Regions from separate parts of the Ovis aries genome. Here all the other regions are linked to region 3. A link is a contact called in public Hi-C data. All regions are on one chromosome and are shown on one strand. The core of a region is the stretch at or near the end of the contact, and the rest is flanking DNA. Distances in the headings are between cores, read along the strand shown. Region 1 overlaps CCDC57 (coiled-coil domain containing 57). Region 2 holds the start of CCDC57 (coiled-coil domain containing 57). Region 3 has its middle 23 kb from the start of CD7.

Region 1 (4,344 bases), core at 1,459-3,958, 110 kb after region 3:
GACCTAAATGTAAGGCCAGACACCATAAAGCTCCTACAGGAAACATAGGCAGAGCACTCTGACATAAATTGCCACAATCTCTTTAAAAAATATTTATTTATTTAATTCTGTCTGAGCTGGGTCTTCTTTTCTGTGAGGGCTTTTCTCTAGTTATGGTGAGCAGGGGCTATTCTCTAGTTGTGGTGCTCAGGCTTCTCATGCTGGTAGCTTCTCTTGTTGAAGAGCATGAGATCTTAGACCCGAGGGCTTCAGTATAGTTGCAGCTCTCAGGCCTAGAGCACAGGCTTAATAGTTGTGACACACGGGCACACATGCTTCGAGGCACGTGGGATCGTAGTTCCCTTACCAGGGATTGAACCCACTTCTCCTGCATTGCAAGACAGATTCTTAACCACTGGATCATCAGGGAAGTCCCAGAAAACATTTTTAATCTTACAGTATAGTACCAGCCACATCATCACTGCTGCTTTTACGCTTGCTTCTGGACATCCTGGGGTTGAAATAAAGATACCGTACTACTGTAGTCTATACAGTACCGTAAAGTACCCGAAAGCACGCCACGTGTAGAGGATGCACGCACATGGCAGAGAACGCCAGACACAGGAACTGGCTTATGTGATTGGACTTGCAAACACCTGTTCTCATCTTGGAAAGTTCGCCTCTAGAAGGTTCGTATGTAGGGGACTTATTGTTTTAATGATGTGAAATATATATTAAATCTGAAACTAAGAGCCGACTTGAGGCAGGTCGACTGAGACCCTGAAGCTGTCATCAGGCGCATGGGCTCTGCTCACGATGAGAAAGGACAGGCCTCAGCTGCATGCTCTGCTGCAGTCTTGGCGTGCTTTATATTGTTTAGTGAAGTGTCTCCCCAGAACTTCTGCTCATTCTTTTTCACCACTTTTGGGACATTTTCAACCATTATTTCTTCAAGTACATTGTTGGCTCCACCCTCTTCTTCCTTCCATCTTGGTACTGCGGTGAGGACAATGTGAACGCTACATCTTCTGTTATCATCCCACGGGGCTCTGAGGCTCCGCTCATTTATTTCAGCATATTTCTATCTGTTATCAGGTCAAGTAACTTTTGTCATTCTCTGGTTCTTTTGTGTAACGTGTTCATTCTGCCTTTGAGCCCAACTAGAGTGTCCTTTGTTTTGGTTATTGTACTTCTTAGTTCTCACGTTTCCATTTGATTCTTTGTTATATTTTCTTTTTCTTTTCTGAGAGTTTCTGTTTTCTGTTTGTCCCAAGGCTGTGTGAAATTGCTTGTCAGAGCATTTTTATGATGGCTGCTTTAAAATCTTTGTTAGATCATATCAGCAGCTGTGTCATCTTGGTGTTAGTATCTGTGGATTGTGTGTTCTCATTCAAGTGGAGAGTTCCTGGTTGTTGGTATGACCAGTGACTTTTGTGTTTCTCTTTTCTTTTTTGGCCACACTGCTCGGCATGTGGGATCTTCATTCCCCAAACAAAGAACAAAAACCTGCGCCCCCTACAGCAGAAGCTGTCCTAGTCGCTGGACTGCCAGGGAAGTCCTGGTATGACCGGTGACTTTTGATTGTATCCTGGGCACTTCTGGGATTGTCCTTAGAGCCTGGGTCCCACATCATGTTCTCCTCTGCAGACAGTCACCTGTCCGGATATAGCATGTGGGTCCCCTGGGTCCTGCCAAAGCCACTCCTGCAAAGAAGCAGCATTACCTGTCACCTCACGTTTGCAAAGGAGACCCTGCAAATGTATAGTTTGGAGACTATTCAGTGTGACTTTTCTTAATGCTGAGCTTTTTTTTTTTTTTTTAACATAGTGATAGGAACAGTGAGCTGGATCAGCAGCGGGAGCAGTATGGGAACCTGAAGTGGAAGCTGGAGAGGAGGCTCAAGGAGCTAGACGGCGAACTTGGCCTGCAGCGGCAGGTAGGGTGGGGGATCTGCTTCTTCCTCAGCACTGTTGTTTTGTTGGTCGTATAGTATCAGCCTGGGATCACAGGTTTCCACTTTGTGGTAATCTGTGGTGAAATGTGTCAGGGTATCTAAATCTTCCTCTGTGCTAACTCCCCCAGAATTCTCCTTCCTTGGGAATGAATAAACATTTCATCCTTTATTTATTTGAGAAAGAAGTATTATGAAGTCAGAGTTATTTACTGTGAAAGAGAGCTGGGAACTCAAATTGTGATAATTGTATTTCTTTCAACAAGCAATAAATGACACTAAGTTTAAATATAGCTGTGTCAACTGACAGGAGACACTTAAACCTGTCTCCGAAATTTCTCCTCGTTGTCCCTGAAGCTCAGCTTCCACGTCTGAGAGGCTTCGCTATGTTGGAGTTTGGGTGAAGGACATCCTTCATACTTAGGGCTGAGTCTGGCAGGGCTGCGTGTGTGCAGCGACATGGGTCCCCTTGTTCTTCCAGGATGTATCGAGCTTGCGTTGTCGTAGCAGCAGCAGGGGTTTATGGAAACTGCCTCATGTAGCTCCTTGTGCATGTGTGTGGATTTATCTGCTCAATACAACAGAGACACCATTTTGTTCTGCATTTTGCAAATAGGGAACCGAGGTCGAGACATTAAGTAACTTGCCCAAGATCCCCCTCAGTAAATCGAGGAGCCGTAATTTGAGTCCAAGACACTTCCAGCGTGTGAACTCTTAGGCACTGTCCTCCTGCCGTGGGTTAGCGACTCACGACTTATTTTTAGACTTGTGTCCGGGATATTGGAGAGGAGCTGGAGCTGGAAGTCAGCCTGGCTGTGTCCCCACTTCTGCCCTCCTTGGAGTGATAGTGACTGAGTGATCCGACCTTGGATCCTGGTCTCCCAGTGGATGTGCCACGGGGCAGATATGAACTTTGTGCCTGCCTGTGCTGGCTTGTCCTTTCTTAGCACTGGGGTCAGCAGTTCTCAAGGAGGGCAGACCGGCCAACTGGTGGACTGAGGCCGAGTGTCAGGCCCTCCATCCCATAGCATGGCGTCGGTGCCCTGAGATAGGACAGCATCCTGATGAGCTGTGCCCATCGGAATGGAAGATACCCATGGACGCAACTGTCCTTATGACCGAGCTTTCAGGCCTGGCCGCATCTATTAACCACCACAGGCGCAGGAGGAGGCCCTGTCCTTTCCTTCCCCTCTGGAAGCTCGAATTTCATTGTCCACAATGATGCCATCACCCAAACATTCTGTAGAGCCTTTGACATTTCCTGCAGAGGACTTTCTTTTGGAGTCCTTGGGGACCAAAGAACTTTGCCTCTTTTGGGTGGTTTGACTTTAGGAAACATCCGAGGTCACTGAGGGCTGAGCCCGGCAATCTAGAGACCAGCTGTGACTCATCTAGGTCATGAAGTTTCCTCAAGTGGTGTCGGAGTCTCTTCCAGAGACGGAGTTTCAGAAGGGCTCTGGGTGGCGGTGGAATCATCCCTGTTAGCAGGGCAGTCAGTGGCACGTGGAGGCAGCGGTGGCCCTGGTGGGTGTTGTGGTCACTGGGCTGGGTCTCTGGGTGACTTCCCAGCTTGTCCACACTCAAAGAAGTCCTTACTGTGACTCAGGCTTGTTCAGGCTTTGAGCCCCCTTGTCCACAAGGAAGGCCCCTTCAGATGTGCGTTTTCATACCAGCCCTGTCTCTTGCAGGAAGGAAACTTGATGTCTAGACTCTCCAACTGTAGGCTCTGTCCAGGGCTGCTGCTGTGAACCTGGGCAGCCTTTGCTGCCTAGTGTGGTTCAGGGCCAGCTGGGGCCCATGCTAGCCCTGAGGCTCTACTGCCCGTGCCCGACCCTGTGACTGAAGGAAGGGTATTATGCGCTCATCGGCTTTGTGGCTTCCTTTGAGCTGGTTTTCGGTCTCCTTTTTCTGAAGATCTTTGTGTTCATTACTGACTTGTCAAAGGTAGAATTGATTCAATGGTAATGTTGATCATTACCTTGAGGAAAGAAATGTAAGACGACGGGAGCTGAGTTAGTCTGTTTAATGTTTATTATGTCTGCAAGCTGTAGACTATACACTTGTTTTTTTTGTTATTGGTTAGCAGTCCCAGGATTAGAAGCCTCTAGAGGAGAAACAATGACTTATTGACTTATTCATTCATTTAACAAAGAGATTTCACCAGGCACGTTCCTGGGCCCTGAGGTTAGGGCTGAGCACTAGTCCCACCTGCTCTGGCTGTGAGCTGGCCCTCATTGGGGCTGCAGTGAACACCTGAACAGTATAGTCTTTGGCTTTAGCGTCCTGCGGACATCACCTGTGTGACATGGGGGCAGGGTGAGGTGGAACTGGTCTTTTAATAGGCAAGTCAGGGCACCCTGAGAAGAGAACTTGTGAGCCCGAGTCTGCAGGTAGCAACAGAGTTCGAGTTCAAG
Region 2 (4,345 bases), core at 1,030-3,529, 87 kb after region 3:
TGGGTCAGGATTCTATCCAGGGCCTTTGGAGGGAGCAAAGCCCTGCAGACACCTTGATTTGGGTTTGTGGCCTCCCAAACTGTTGTCTCATGCCCCATTTGTGGTCACTGTGCGGCCCCAGGACAGACACACGGTCCGTCAGCACTGGCTACAGTGTGGATGCAGCAGGCTGGCTGAAGAGTCACCTGCCTTGCAGGGTGGGTAGAGGGCACTCTGGGTGGAAGAGGGGGTCTGGTCTGACTGGCAGGATGGTGGGCAGGTCGGGGGAGACAGACTGGGAGAATGTTGGGTCTGGCCTGACCTGTGGGAAGATCGGGCAGGGAGCTGGGTAGAGAGTGATCAGTGTGTCCCTTCTCCCCTTCCACGAGCATCTACTGAGCTCCTGGACATGGGGCACAGTTAAGAGGCCGAGCTCCAGAGCCCAAGTGGACAAAGTTGCAGGCCCTAGTGGGGCTGTGGGCCCACCAGAAGTGACAAGGCCCTTCCCAGGGTGGTGAGGGCCCACCACCAGCCTCTATCATTCTGTGGGGGTGGGGGGGGGGCGCGTGATGTGCAGGGGCAGGGGAGTACTGTCCCTCTCTGGCCCAGCACCCCAAAAGCCTTATTTGGGGCTCAGGTGAGGGAATCAGAGGTTCTGGGATATTGGGCGATTGAAGTGGTAGGAGCTGGCCCCACCATAGGAATCGAGGGCCACCCTTAGGTTTAGTGCCCAGGGTCAGGATGGGGTTTATTGCAGGGACAGGGTTATGGTTGGGTGGGTCAGGGTTAGGGGGTAGAATTCGTGTTGGTGAAGTCACAGAGTTAGGGTCAAGGTCAGGGCTCAGGTTAGGGTTAGTGTCGGGGTAATTGGAGGGAGAAGGTCATGGTGGGGTTGGTCAGGTTTCAGAACGTGGATGGTGAGGTACAGAACTCTTGTTTGTTGTTAGGGTTTATTTTTATTCAAAAGTGTGTATCCTCTTGGCCCTTTTGGTTTACACACACAGACCCCAGAGCCCCTTCACTGGGGTTGACCCAGCACGCATGTAGTTCATATGTTGTTTCTGATCCTCAAATGCACGGGGAATGGAAGGCATTATCTCTACTTTATGGAGAAGAGCAAACAGAGTCCCAGAAAACTGTAACAAGAGGAGTGGGCCTGGGGTTTGAAGCTGGACTGCCCTTTGAAGCTGGGCTGGGGGCAGTGAGGCTGCCCAGGGCCTATGGGATATAGGTTAAAGGTCATGCGGATCCTCTGTGGCTTCCCCAGGCAGGAAGGCAGGGCTATTTTCACATGGTTTCTGTGCACTGATAGGATCACTTCTTCCATTTTCAAGGAGGCTTGAATTATTGATCTGCCTGATGTTTAATAACCCCTGGACCTCCCTCTAAGAGCTGCCTTTTAAAGCAGAACCTTTCTTACTATTAACTGTGCTGAGAGGTCTGGTAGGAACAGCTTGAGGACTGGCCCTGTGCAGCTAGAATGCCATCAGGGTGGAGAAAACACAGATGGAGAGGAGAGGCTGGACCAAAGACTATGTCCCCCTCTCTGCTGCCACCACTGCCTCTGTGCCCATTACTTCCTGGAGCTCCACGGTGCGATTGCCCAGGCAGGCTGAACCTTTGTTCGGACAACTGGTCCTCTTCGGCTCCAGTAGACCTTCAGATACTGGGGAAGAGGATCTCTAAGTATGGGGGCAGTGACATATTGGTTTGCTCGTTGCCTCTGTGAGGTGGTTTTGTTTTTTTTTTTAACCCGTAACTCGGACACACAAACACCAAAGCACACAGGTTATGAGTGCACACAAACATGAATTCTCATAAGCCAAGCACACGGTGCAACAGCGCCCAGATCAAGGGCGCTGGCCAGAAAGGCCATCCTGCCATCCTGAGCCCCGCTAATCCCGGACACGCAGAGCTCACTGCTTGCCCGCCTCTTCTGGGTCCCCCTCGCAGTGTCTGCCTGTTTCACTGCCGGAGGATCCACGCGTGAAGACGCAGTTCTCGTTGTCTCGGACTTTTACTCCGCTCCACGCCCACGTGCAGCCTGGGCCCCTCCCCTCCCAGGTACAGCTCCCCGTAAGCCCCACCCCGACCCGTCAGAGCCGCCAACAGCTTCCGGGCTCCGAGACCGGCGGGATCGCGGAACCCGGCCACCTGCCATCCGATAGTCCGAAACCTTCCTCGTCTGGTGTACCTGCGCGCGGGCGGGGCGCGAAGAATCCGGAACCAGATGTCAGGGCTCCCGTTTCCGGCCGGCGGAACCCGAGCGCTGTACCAAGAGCGCCCGGACGGCGGCCGACAGACTCAGGTTACCATGGCAACGCGGAGGGACAAGAGGCTGCTCGGGGCCAGCGTTCCAGGTGAGGCGCGGGCGCGGGGGCGACGCGGCGGGGCGCCAAGGGGCCTCAGGGGCCGGCGACGCGAGAAGCTGTGGCCCTTTGGGTCGCTTTTCACGGGCGTCGTCTCTTTTCTTGGAAAAACCCGAGACCTCCAAGTCCTGCCAGACGCCGCGCACTCCCTTGAGGCCACCCTGCAGGGCTGTGGGCGCGAGAGCGGTGCCGGGCCCGCGGAGCCCGGTACGCAGAGCCCGCCGGGCTCTTGTCTGAAGCGCGCGTGTCGCATGCGAGGTGGGAAGGCTAGGGCATTCGTTGGCGCCACGCTTTGAGTGCTCTGCGTTGTTGTTCGACTCCTTCAGGAACCTGAAGACGTGGGCGCCGCAGAGATGGGAGAGTTTACCGGTTCCACAGCCAGTGAGGACAGGTTCAGACCCAGGCAGCCTGGTCCAGAGTAACTAAAGAAAAAAAATTGAGATTTACAAAAGAGTTGCAGAATAAGTATAAAGATTGCCTCGGTGCTTTTACCAAGGTGCCCCCAAATGTTAATCTCTTATGTTACCATAGTTCTTTTTAGCCAACTGAGGAAACTTAGCTCATACAAAACCATGATCTAATGTACAGGATTTATTCAGACTCAGCAATTATCCCACGGATGACTTTTCTCTTTTACAAGATCCAATCCAGGACCGTCCGTGTTTTCTTTCTTATTCTTTAATCGGAAGTGCTTCCTCAGTCATTCCTTGACTTTTATGAGTCAATTATTTTGTAGAATGCCCCTCAGTTTGGGTTTTTCTGATGTTCCCTTATGATTACTTTTAAGTTATGCATTTTTGGTAAGAAAAACCTTTCCTGTGAAATTGTGTTTTTCTCTGCATCTTATCAGGAGTCATATAATGTCGATTTGTTCCATTACTGCTGATACTAACTTTGGTCGTTTGTGTTAGGGGATATCTACAAGGTGTTTCCATCATTGAGTTACCATTTTTCCCGTGGGGAGTTACTTTGAAAGTGTGTAAATATATTGTTTAAAATCACTAATTTTAGCATCCAGAAGTGAGCATTTTCTGAAACAATTGTAAGTGTTGCTTTTGCCACAGAGTGATTTTTTCATTTCCATTATTTTTACTTTCAAGTTGGAATTCTACTGTAAGGAAGAACCTTCCATATTTTAAGTTATTCAGTTATTTATCTTGGCGTGGACATTTTAATTTTATTTCATAGGTTATAGACCATTACTAAGGGCTTCCAAGGTGACTCAGTGGTAAAGAATCTGCCTGCCAGTGCATGAGACAGGAGAGATGGGGGTTCAATCCCTGGGTCAGGAAGATGCCCTGGAGCAGGAAGTGGCAACCCACTCCAGTATTCTTGCCTGGAAAATTCCATGGACAGAGGACCCTGGCTGGCTACAGTAATGGGGTTGCAAAGAATCACCCAAGACTGAGCATGCACACACAGAAATCCATTACTGTCATTTATTTTGTTGCTCTGTTGTGCAGATTTGGCCCATTCAGGTTGGCTTCCGTGTCCTTTTTAGCCTATCCCCAACATTTTGAGCACTTCCTTATTTTCTGGTACCATAGGATATTCTGGACTCAATCTTGTGCTTTCCTTGACCTAACCTGGAATCAGAAATTTCTCTGAGGTGTGTTGGTTCCTTTTAATTTAGAAGATTTTTTTTTTTTTTTAAGAAACCAAGATCTTTGGAGGTGTGCTCGTTGCTACTGGAGGGTTATTACTTTTTGGCTTTCTCAATGGGCAGCACTAGGAAGCATAAATTTGTGTACACCCTATACATCTCTATCTATTTCTATATCCATATATCTATCTGTATAAGTATTCAAAACTGAGTTTATACCTCCAATTTCAATCCGTCACCACAGGGTTCCTTCTATTAATACCTCCCTTTTTGCTCTCCAACTCCGGCTCCCGTTGTTGCCTCAGTCTGGTCTGGTCTTTGTCCCCCAGTCATGTCTGGCTCTCTGCAACCCCAAGGACTATCACCCACCAGGCTGCCCTGTCCATGGAATTCT
Region 3 (4,279 bases), core at 1,497-3,996:
AAAAAACCTCACACGAGAGTGTGTACCCTGTGCTTCATTTATATGGCTCCTAGAACCATAGTGGAAAATGGTTCTGAATGGCAAGACCATAGTGGAAATACTCAGAACAGTGAATGTCTCTGTTCAGTAGGGGTGGACATGGAATGGAAAGGGCAAGAAGGAACTTTCTGGGGTGATGAGCATGTTCTGTTTGTCCTGACTGTGTCTTGGGTCACACAGTAGTATGTATTTGCTAAGGCTCAGCAAAACTGTGATTAGGATTTATGTACTTCATTGTAAATTTAACATTAAAAATCTATAAACAAATACTACATGCTAATGCTGTGCATGCTAAAGTATTTGAGGGGACATGTGCTTATATTTGCAATGTAATAATATTAGAAATATTAGAAATATATAGTTTTATGTTAATGGTTTAATAAGGAGCACCTGCAAATCGATTGCCAGCACCAAAACTGGAGCATTTCCAGAAACTTGAGTCCATTGGTGAGCTTGTCCCCATCCCTTTCCCCAAAATGCGTAGCATTTTCTTGCTTTAAAGGGTTCCCCCGAGCCTTCCTAAGTGATCAGCGCAAAGAAATAGAAGAAAACGATAGAATGGGAAAGACTAGAGATCTCTTCAAGAAAATTAGAGCTACCAGGGGAACATTTCATGCAAACATGGGCACAAGAAAAACGACAGAAACAGTATGGACCTAAAAAAAAGCAGAAGATATTAAGAAGAGGGGACAAGAATACACGGAAAAACTATACCAAAAAAGATCTTCATTACCCAGATAACCACGATGGTGTGATTGCTCACCGAGAGCCAGACATCCTGGAGTGTGAAGTCAAATGGGCCTTAGGAAGCATCACTATGAACAAAGTTAGTGGAGGCAATGGAATTTCAGTGGAGCTATTTGAAATCCTAAAAGATGATGCTGTGAAAGTACTACACTCAATATTCCAGAAAATTTGGAAAACTCATCAGTGGCCACAGGACTGGAAAAGGTCAGTTTTCATTCCAATCCCAAAGAAAGGCAATGCCAAAGAATGCTCAAACTACCATACAATTGCACTCATCTCACTACTCATATGCTAGTAAAGTAATGCTCAAAATTCTCCAAGCTAGGCTTCAATAGTATGTGAACCGAGAACTTCCAGATGTTCAAGCTGGATTTAGAAAAGTCAGAGGAACCAGAAATCACACTGCCAACATCACTGGATCATAGAAAAAGCAAGAGAATTCCAGAAAAACATCTACTTCGGCTTTATTGACTATGCCAAAGCCTTTGACTGTATGGATCACAGCAAACTGTGGAAAATTCTTAAAGACATGGGAATACCAGACCACCTGACCCGCCCCCTGAGAGATCTGTGTGCAGGTCAAGAAGCAACAGTTAGAACTGGACATGGAACAAGAGACTGGTTCCAAATAGGAAAAGGAGTACGTCAACGCTGTATATCGTCACCCTGCTTATTTAACTTATATGCAGAGCACATCATGAGAAACACTGGGCTGGAAGAAGCACAGGCTGGACTCAAGATTGCTGGGAGAAATATCAATAACCTCAGATATGCAGATGACACCACCCTTATGGCAGAAAGTGAAGAACTAAAGAGCCTCTTGATGAAAGTGAAAGAGGAGAGTGAAAAAGTTGGCTTAAAGCTCAACATTCAGAAAACTAAGATTATGGCATCTGGTCCCATCACTTCATGGCAAATTGATGGGGAAACAGTGGCTGACTTTATTTTTCTGGGCTCCAAAATCACTGCAGATGGTGATTGCAGCCATGAAATTAAAAGACGCTTACTCCTTGGAAGGAAAGTTATGACCAACCTAGACAGCATATTCAAAAGCAGAGACATTACTTTGCCAACAATGGTCGGCTAGTCAAGGCTATGGTTTTTCCAGTGGTCATGTATGGATGTGAGACTTGGAATATAAAAAAAGCTGAGTGCTGAAGAACTGATGCTTTTGAACTGTGGTGTTGGAGAAAACTCTTGAGAGTCCTTGGACTGCAAGGAGAGCCAACCAATCCATCCTAAAGGAGATCAGTCCTGGGTGTACATTGGAAGGACTATGTTGAAGCTGAAACTCCAATACTTTGGCCACCTGATGCAAACAGCTGACTTATTTGAAAAGACTCCTATGCTGGGAAAGATTGAGGGCAGGAGGAGAAGGGGACGACAGAGGATGAGACGGTTGGAGGGCATCACCAACTCGATGGACATAGGTTTGGGTGGACTCCGGGAGTTGGTGATGGACAGGGAGGCCTGGTGTGCTGGAGTTCATGGGGTCGCAAAGAATCGGACACGACTGAGTGACTGAACTGAACTGACTGAACGGATTTAGATGCCTAACAGTAGGCGGGCTTGTGGGTGTAAATACTAACGTGGTGGTGTTCACTGGAAAATAGACTTTGCTGAGTCTGAAATTATCTACTGAACAAAACACTGAAGGGCAGGATGGGGTGAGGCAGTGCTCTGATCTCTGGGTTGCCCACCCTGGACGAGCTCTTTGCTAGAGGAGAGGAGGCGGGGATTAGAGCGCTCAGAGCTGGCCTGCCTGACCGAGTCTCCTGAGGCTGCTGGGAACCCCGCCCCCACTCCCGACGCCAGGCCCCCAACCCCGGCCCCAAGACCCGGATCCCTAGGACGGACCCGGATCCCTAGGACGGACCCGTCCAACTGGACCTCCGGCCCGCAGTAACCACAACCACCCACCGCGGGGTAGACAATACACTAGACACGTGACTGGACCTGACCAATGACCGTACCACAAGCTGCGGCCTTTGCGATTGGGCCAGAGGTTGACACATGATCCTACATCACCAATCAGAGCCCAGGAAAGTCTATTTAAGGCTGGGCCGGGCTCACACTCTCACCAGCCGCCTGAGGTGTGTTTCCTGGAAGTGAGTTCTTGCGTTGGCGACGATCCGGCAGGACCCTGGGGGATCTAGAGAGTTGCGGAGACGCGAGAGGCGCCCGCTTGGACTACGCGGCACTTGCTGCAGGACGACTTGGAATGTCTCCCTAATAGGCACGCAGGGTCTGAGCAGGTTCCTTGGCGTGGTGCTCCTGAGGTCCTGAGTCGCCAGTCCCGAGAAAGCCCAGCCCAGGGGACCCACCCAGAGACAGGCGATCGGACATCAGGTCTCACTCGCAGTCCCACCGCCCCTTGGCCCCCTCAACGTGACAAGGACGCGCCCCTGGAAGGAGCACAGGGGGCTCCGGATTAAATACCGGACGTTTATTGAGAGACAATACACTTACTGTAAAATTCATTATTTAAAGTGTGCGCTTTTGAACCAGCTTCCTTTCCATGATCACTTTCTAGAATTTGCATTTCTCTAGTTATGCGGCAACCCTTGTCTGTGAGGGTTGAGGGTGTTAAGAGCAGTTGTGGTTTGAGAAAGTGTGAGAACACTCACAGTCTCCTGAAAAATGTCTAGGCTTTTAGTAGCGGTAACAATGTTATCAATAATAAACAAATAAAGTGTGCGGTTTAGTGGTTGTCAGATTCAGAGTTGAATTTCTATTTTCATCATTTCAGATGGGAAAAAACTTGCGCTTGTTAGCAGCCATTTTCCTCCCAGTCCCTCCAGCCCTGCTTCGTGCTTAGTCACTTCAGTCATGTCCAACTCTGCGACCCCAGGGACTGCAGTCTACCAGGCTCCTCGGTCCATGGGATTTTCCAGGCAAGAGTACTGGAGTGGGGTGCCATTGCCTTCTCCACCCTCCAGTCCTGCTGCTGCTGCTAAGTCGCTCCAGTCGTGTACGACTCTGTGCGACCCCATAGACTCCCCCGTCCCTGGGATTCTCCAGGCAAGAACACTGGAGTGGGTTGCCATTTCCTTCTCCAATGCCTGAAAGTGAAAAGTGAAAGTGAAGTCGCTCAGTCGTGTCCGACTCTTCGTGACCCCATGGACTGCAGCCCACCAGGCTCCTCCGTCCATGGGATTTTCCAGGCAAGAGTACTGGAGTGGGGTGCCATCGCCTTCTCCGCCCTCCAGTCCTAGGTAACCACTAATCTATTTTTGGTTCATATAGATTTACCTATATTGCACATGCTAAAGAATTGTTCCTTGTATATTTGAAGTACAAGTTTAACAGGGTATCCTATATTTGTTGGCTAAATTTGGCCCCCTCAAAGGGGAGTATTCAAGCACTCTGGCTTGAGGAGGAGGACCAAAGCACTGACTGGAGTGTGAGATCTGCCCATAGGACACACTTCCACAGGATATAGTTTCCAAGAAAATGGAACTGCAAAGAGACAGACATCCAGCAATTTCTGGCT

Evidence for each region. A called contact is a pair of places that touch in the nucleus more often than the background predicts.
Region 1: a contact with region 3 is called in a Hi-C map of muscle, with 2.9 times the contacts expected there. The contact joins two enhancer-like sites. A contact is called at or near these places in 7 of 16 Hi-C or Micro-C datasets (blood, hypothalamus, liver and 3 more).
Region 2: a contact with region 3 is called in a Hi-C map of muscle, with 2.6 times the contacts expected there. The contact joins the promoter of CCDC57 here to the enhancer-like site in region 3. A contact is called at or near these places in 3 of 16 Hi-C or Micro-C datasets (liver, mixed tissues and muscle).

Annotation. Positions count from the first base shown.
Region 1 is chr11:50,181,168-50,185,511 of ARS-UI_Ramb_v3.0, forward strand. CCDC57 (coiled-coil domain containing 57) reads left to right here. Exons shown (of 18, transcript XM_042256231.1): 3 at 1,807-1,915. Among named protein-coding and RNA genes, the nearest start is that of CCDC57, 18 kb to the left of the region's middle. Within about 2 kb of position 2,709, at least 1 of the 54 cell types and tissues checked has an H3K27ac peak or open chromatin away from gene starts, as enhancers often do. A contact at or near this core is called in muscle, where this site is marked.
Region 2 is chr11:50,162,804-50,167,148 of ARS-UI_Ramb_v3.0, forward strand. It overlaps CCDC57 (coiled-coil domain containing 57), which reads left to right and starts at 2,280. Exons shown (of 18, transcript XM_042256231.1): 1 at 2,280-2,339. The coding sequence starts at 2,294.
Region 3 is chr11:50,075,420-50,079,698 of ARS-UI_Ramb_v3.0, forward strand. No RefSeq gene overlaps it. Among named protein-coding and RNA genes, the nearest start is that of CD7, 23 kb to the left of the region's middle. Within about 2 kb of position 2,747, at least 50 of the 54 cell types and tissues checked have an H3K27ac peak or open chromatin away from gene starts, as enhancers often do. A contact at or near this core is called in liver and muscle, where this site is marked.